Linked DNA regions of Triticum aestivum: region 2 is linked to region 1. A link is a contact called in public Hi-C data. All regions are on one chromosome and are shown on one strand. The core of a region is the stretch at or near the end of the contact, and the rest is flanking DNA. Distances in the headings are between cores, read along the strand shown.

Region 1 (3,040 bases), core at 391-2,890:
CAACTCGCCGAATCCGGTCGGCAGTGGCTGGTCCCCGCCTCCTGCCAGGGTGGCATCTCGCCAAGGTCGTGCCTTCACAGTTGCGGGTGGCACAATGCGGCGTCACTGGCTTTTGTGTGTAGGTCTGGATCGAGAGGAGGGTTGTGTGGGGGCTACTTGCTTCAGCCTAATAATGGCCGTTTCGTCTAGCGCTCTTCTTCCCCCAAGTCGTCTTTCTTCCTGATATCAACCTCTTGGATCTGGCCATTGACGAGTTCCGGTCTTCCCCGTTGGAGATCTATATGGATTGGCATATGTCGCCCCTGGATATGTAGATCGAAAAGGCTTCGGTGGCACGCGCTCGTATTATCAGCCAATGACCCCAAGAGGACGCAATGTAAAGCTTCAATTTCTTATCGGTGTCCTGGGACATGTCTAAGTCAAGATTCCCAAGGCATTAATAGAGGTGGAGAAATTCATGGCAGCTACGATTGGAGGTTTTGATGCTTTGGTGGAAGGGTGTATTGGATGAGAAGAAGACCGGGTGACACGTGTTTGGTGACTTGCAACAGCGGCCTCGGCAAGAGGGGGTGACAACACTAGAGAACTGCATTTTCGGTGGTGCTCCTTGAGTACCAAGTCTCGATTCCTAGGCTGAAAACCCAAGGTCTGGCCTTTATGGGTTGTACATTGCAATGGCCTTGTTGAAGGCACTGTTTTCGGGTGAACTCATATTTTCTTCCTAGATCTTAAATCGGACAACGACAATGCTTGTGCATTGTTTCCTTCTTGGAGACACTGCTTTTGGATAACCTCTTTTGTAATCAGTGTGTTGTCTTCGATGGTGGTTAGAGTGCTGCTGATGCTAGTGATTGATCACCGTAACGCGGTCTTTTTATTTTATTTTTTACTTTCTTTTTGGTTGTGTGTATTCTTGATGTCTTTGCACATTTTTTTATCATAACCCGGGTGTAATTGGTATCTTCACGATATTAATATATTCCCCTTGTCAAAAAATAGAAGAAAAAAACTCTTTTGGAGGCAAAACTGAGCAAACTAAAAAAAACCAGGGTAAATGTGAGTAGTGAGTTCGACTTACGGGAGAAATATAAATATCCCAATTTGAAATGGAGCCGGTAGATAGCAAACATCCTTGCAAAAAAGAGAAAAGTAGAGAGTAACACGCTCGCAGCAGAAGAAAAAACCAGAGTAAATGTGTAAATTATAAATATATTGGATCTTGACTAGATTGATGAAGTCGGTGACTATTTTTCTTTTGGAAACATGAAGTCAGTGATCTGACTGAACGTCAGAGTCTTTATCCATCGAAAGGCCAAATCCCAGGTGTGAACAAGTCGGCGTGCAAGCCTTAGTCCCAGTGCGTGCTTCACGTATTAAGGGAGATATTTCTTTTCAGAACATCGTACAGATGTAAGCGTTCATATATACGCGCATACACTCATCCATTAAGGAAGATATTTGATTTGTAAATTTGTCGTATGCTCTTATGGTTTTCGCCTCAAATATACAGAACTCAGTCTTCTTCGCTATCATAGAAAAACCACAACGACCAGGTCCCAGAATTATTGGAGTCGTTCTCGCACGTGCACCTGTGACCTGGATGTCATCGTAAATAATACAGCAATGAGCGGGGAGGACGCCACAACCCACAAAGCGCTAACCCTATCCACAGGGCTGGATTCTACATGAGTTTAGGCACAGATAAGCAAAGTATATAATCAAGCAAAATTAAGCTGATCTTTATCCTAACACGACCGATGGAGACGCTACGCCCCCGCGGTAGAGAAGGCCCACTAAACACACGTTTATGGCAAGCCGTGGCCTAATGGCTAATGGCGTGATTATCCTGGACATGACGACATGATTTAGCAGCTTTTCCATGGACACAATTAAGCCGCTAGGTGTGTGGCTGGCTTCGGTTACGGGCGTGATTATCCTAAATCATATCGTAGTCAGGGTTAGGTCGATCGCGTCTATCCGTTAATCCCGTCTGCGATGTCTGTGTCTATATACATACCGCTAGCTGCTATTATAGGTAGCTAGTCCAGAATCCCCAATGACTTGTGGTAGATTGTGTTGCGTTTGCTGCTGCACGCGCTCGCCACGGCCGGGCAGCGAATCGAGTGGTGAAGGCTGGGGACTAAAAATAGAAGGCGCAACAGCGACCTCGTGCGCGGATGTGCGCGGGCGTCGCCATCAAGGAATAGCGAGAGAATTCCATAACGAGTAACTTTGCGGTAGTCGTCGGGCGATTCGCCTCGTCGCTGTCGAGGCACGTGTCGACCGGCGGACGATCTCGGTCTCGAGCTGGTGGTGGCGCGGCAGAGGCGCGCTGGCGAGACGGAGATGAGATGACGAACGATCTGAGGACTAAATATTGGGCCAGGCAATGTTGGGGTAACTTTTTTGAAAAGCGAAAAATATTAATATCGTAAAGATATTAATTTCATCCAACAACAACGCAATGCGGTAAAGACATTAGGGATGTACACATTCAAAAGACAAAAAGGAGAAGTAAAAAAGAAAGACCCCTATACGGTAATCAATTTCTTGTAGCCGCTGCATAAATCACCACCTAGACAATACCGAAAGTCCAAGTTCTTCAAAAACGATGCCTTTAAAAAAGAAACAGTGCACAAGCACAGTCATCGTCTAATCCTAGATTTTAGATTTTCACCCCAAAGAAGAATCGCGCTTTCAAAACAATGCCTTCAATAAAGTCATGACCAGGCAAGGTTTTCATCCTGAAAGCTAAGAGCATCTCTAGCAGACCACGTATAACATCGCGACCCGCAAAATAACCGGCAAAATACGGGTTGGTGCGGAAAATTCTGCCCTAGCAGACCCCGCAAACGCGTCCGGCCCTTAAAAATTTTTGCAAGGCGCGGCAAAAGTTCGCCCTCAACCTTTACATTCACGGGGTGGGAGGCCGACCCGAGCTTGCCCCCTATCCGCAGCGAGATTTGGCGCGACGGAAATTTCCACGTGACCGTTCCCGCCCCCCCTTCCTCGGCCGCCATTCCCCCGCCACCACACGCTC
Region 2 (2,700 bases), core at 94-2,593, 510 kb before region 1:
AGTAGATAGTCGAAAAGTCGTCGTGCTAAGGCCCCATAGGACCAACGCATCAGTACAGCAGCCACCGCCGATGAAGAGAAGCTTAGATCGGAAGGATCCAACCTGAAGACACATGAACAAAGACTGGATTTAAGCAGATCCACCAAAGACAACCACCGAACGAATTACGCGAGATCCGCCGGAGACGCACCTCCATACGCCCATAGACGATGCTAGACGTACCACCTGGACGGGGCCTAGGCGGGGAGAATCTTATTCCATCTTCAAGAAGCTGCCGTCCTCTCGTCTTCCTGAACAGGACACAAACCCTAACAAAACTTAAAGATGCACAAAAAAAAGAGCCCTCCCGCCGGCAAGGGCCGGGACCCACCGCGCAACCCTAACGCCACAGGAGACGTGGAAGATCAGCGGCGCCGTCGACGGGAGGCAGAAACCCTAGCCGCATTTTCTTGGAGGAGAGAAGAAAGGAGATGTTTGCAGCTTCATAGATGTCTGATGAACACACATCAAGCAAAAGCAAAAATGCTACGGCTGTGGTTTGCCGATTAATGTGCTACCTATTTTGATATCTACTAACTTTTCAAGAAACAAACTCTCTAACTTTCACAAGAGATTTAATCTCAGCAGCTAGATGACTATAGGCCAACCTGAGAAGAGTCTCGCCCAAGAGGATGGGCAACACAGTCGACGAATCTGATTGAACAATCACGGGCCCGTCCGTATGCTTAATGGCCAGTCTTTTGCCAATATTAAGAAAAAACATACCCAACGTTGTCACATGTGTTTTACTGCTAAGTCCTAGTACTTGTTTATTTTCACCAACCACGTCTCTGCTGTATTTTGCACTCCTAGTACCTAAGTTTGGAACATAGCACGACCTGTAGAAAAGTATAAACTCGCCATCACTGCCACAAAAGCAGCCACTATATAGTATCCCTTGACTCTCGAGGCATGGGTTCGGTATAAGCGTGCTCAATCTTTCCACCATCATTTACATAAAATTACTTTATAACTGAAAGGCCAGCGATCAATCATGAATTAGCGGATAATAATCAAAGCTAAAGGCCCTTGCTACTAGTACAAGATAACATATCATATGCACGCAACTTGCCCTAGGTAGGTAGCGTCAAAATAGCTGCCCTCCGGTCCTTCCGACCTGCTCCTTTGTTTCCCTGCCGCCTGCATGGGCTCACGAACGGCAGTGCGCTGGACGAATTCTAGTCGTCGCTAGAACCCGCGCGGCCGCCACGGCAGCAATTCCTCGTCACTCCGATGGCTCCTCAATCGTTAAAAACGTACGTAGCGTATGGTCCGCATGAGCACCGGCTCCTCCTTTAATCTAATCAATGGAGCGCCGTGACAGAGAAGTGGGAACGGAGGCCTCCCTCAGGTGGCCCGTTTCCGATTAACAAGCATTATCCGGTGAGAAAATTTAGCTCCGGCCAGTGGCGAGGGGATACGTGAGAGGCCGTCTCGCGTGAACTGCCACAAGGGGAAAACGGCTGGGCGACGGGAGGTGGAAGATGAAATATACTTCTGAATCTTTCGTTAAACTACTATCCGAGCTCTTTTGGTTGCCGTCTTACCGTGAGATTCAGAGAGTTTGAGGAATGTTGTGCCTTATCTGCATGCATGGGGAATAAAGCACGAGCCGGTATGATATTGTTTTCAACCTTTGTTTCAGGACATGGATGGAGTGGGTGGTCAATGCGCTCTACTTAACTGTCACGAACTCATCATCTCAAGTGGGGATCGAAGAGAGGAAGAGGATGAGATCGAGACTTGGGAAAGAGGATTCTTTCCAAGGGAGGAGGAGATACATGAGTAGGTGAGAAAGTTCAGAGTAATGTCAACACATGCATACACGCCCACTGGCACCAGCTGGCTAAATAGCCGTGCCACACTTGGCAATTTGCCTTACAGGTGGGTCCGTGCCATCAGGCAGCGGGGCCCACCGAATCACACGTCCACCGCATCAGCTCCTGGTGATGCCGGTGTGACATTCCCCTCTCCTTCAGAGCGAGCGCCATCTTCAGGAACGCCTTGCTGATCTTCATCGCCTGCTGTTGGCTCCTCCCAAGCCGGTGCGTGAGGAAAACGTTGACGAAGAGTGTCGTAGTCCTCCCAAGTGATCGCCTCCGTGTCGTTGCGCCAACGCACCTTGACTTGCACCAGAGCGCTGACACCGCGCTTGACCATGCGGCGCTCCAATATTTCCACTTGTTCGTCGTTGCGGCCGGCAAGGTCGGGTGGACTTGGCAGCTCGGAGAAGACTGGAGTATAGTTGGGGGTGAATGGCTTGAGCTGGGAGACGTGAAAGACGGGGTGAATCTTGATGTCCGCCGGCAGCTCCAGTTTGTACGCAAGCTTGCCGATCTTGTCGAGCACCGCAAATGGCCCGAAGTACTTGTAAGCTAGTTTGGCGCAGGGTCAGTTCGCCACCGACGACTGCGCGTATGGCTGGAGTTTGAGGAGCACGGTGTCGCCCACCTCGAAGGAGCGCTCGGAGCGATGTTGATCAGCCTGCTTCTTGAAGCGATGCTGGGCGCGAAGAATCTGCTCCCGGAGACGCGCTGTGTGCAGTCCCCAATCCCAGGGCTCGCCGTCGATCATGGGCATCATCTTGTCGTACCAAAGAGTCATGGCCCCCAGGTTCGGCTCGACGCCATACAATGCTTTGAAGGGAGTGCACTGTATCGA

Evidence for each region. Hi-C and Micro-C count contacts between places; a contact is called where the count stands out from the background.
Region 2: a contact with region 1 is called in a Hi-C map of leaf, with 4 times the contacts expected there. The contact joins two enhancer-like sites. A contact is called at or near these places in 2 of 5 Hi-C or Micro-C datasets (both in leaf).

What each region holds. Positions count from the first base shown.
Region 1 is chr4B:379,436,576-379,439,615 of IWGSC CS RefSeq v2.1, reverse strand. No RefSeq gene overlaps it. Among protein-coding and RNA genes, the nearest start is that of LOC123092251, 490 kb to the left of the region's middle. Within about 2 kb of position 1,640, at least 1 of the 8 cell types and tissues checked has an H3K27ac peak or open chromatin away from gene starts, as enhancers often do. A contact at or near this core is called in leaf, where this site is marked.
Region 2 is chr4B:379,951,469-379,954,168 of IWGSC CS RefSeq v2.1, reverse strand. No RefSeq gene overlaps it. Among protein-coding and RNA genes, the nearest start is that of LOC123092251, 21 kb to the right of the region's middle. Within about 2 kb of position 1,343, at least 1 of the 8 cell types and tissues checked has an H3K27ac peak or open chromatin away from gene starts, as enhancers often do. A contact at or near this core is called in leaf, where this site is marked.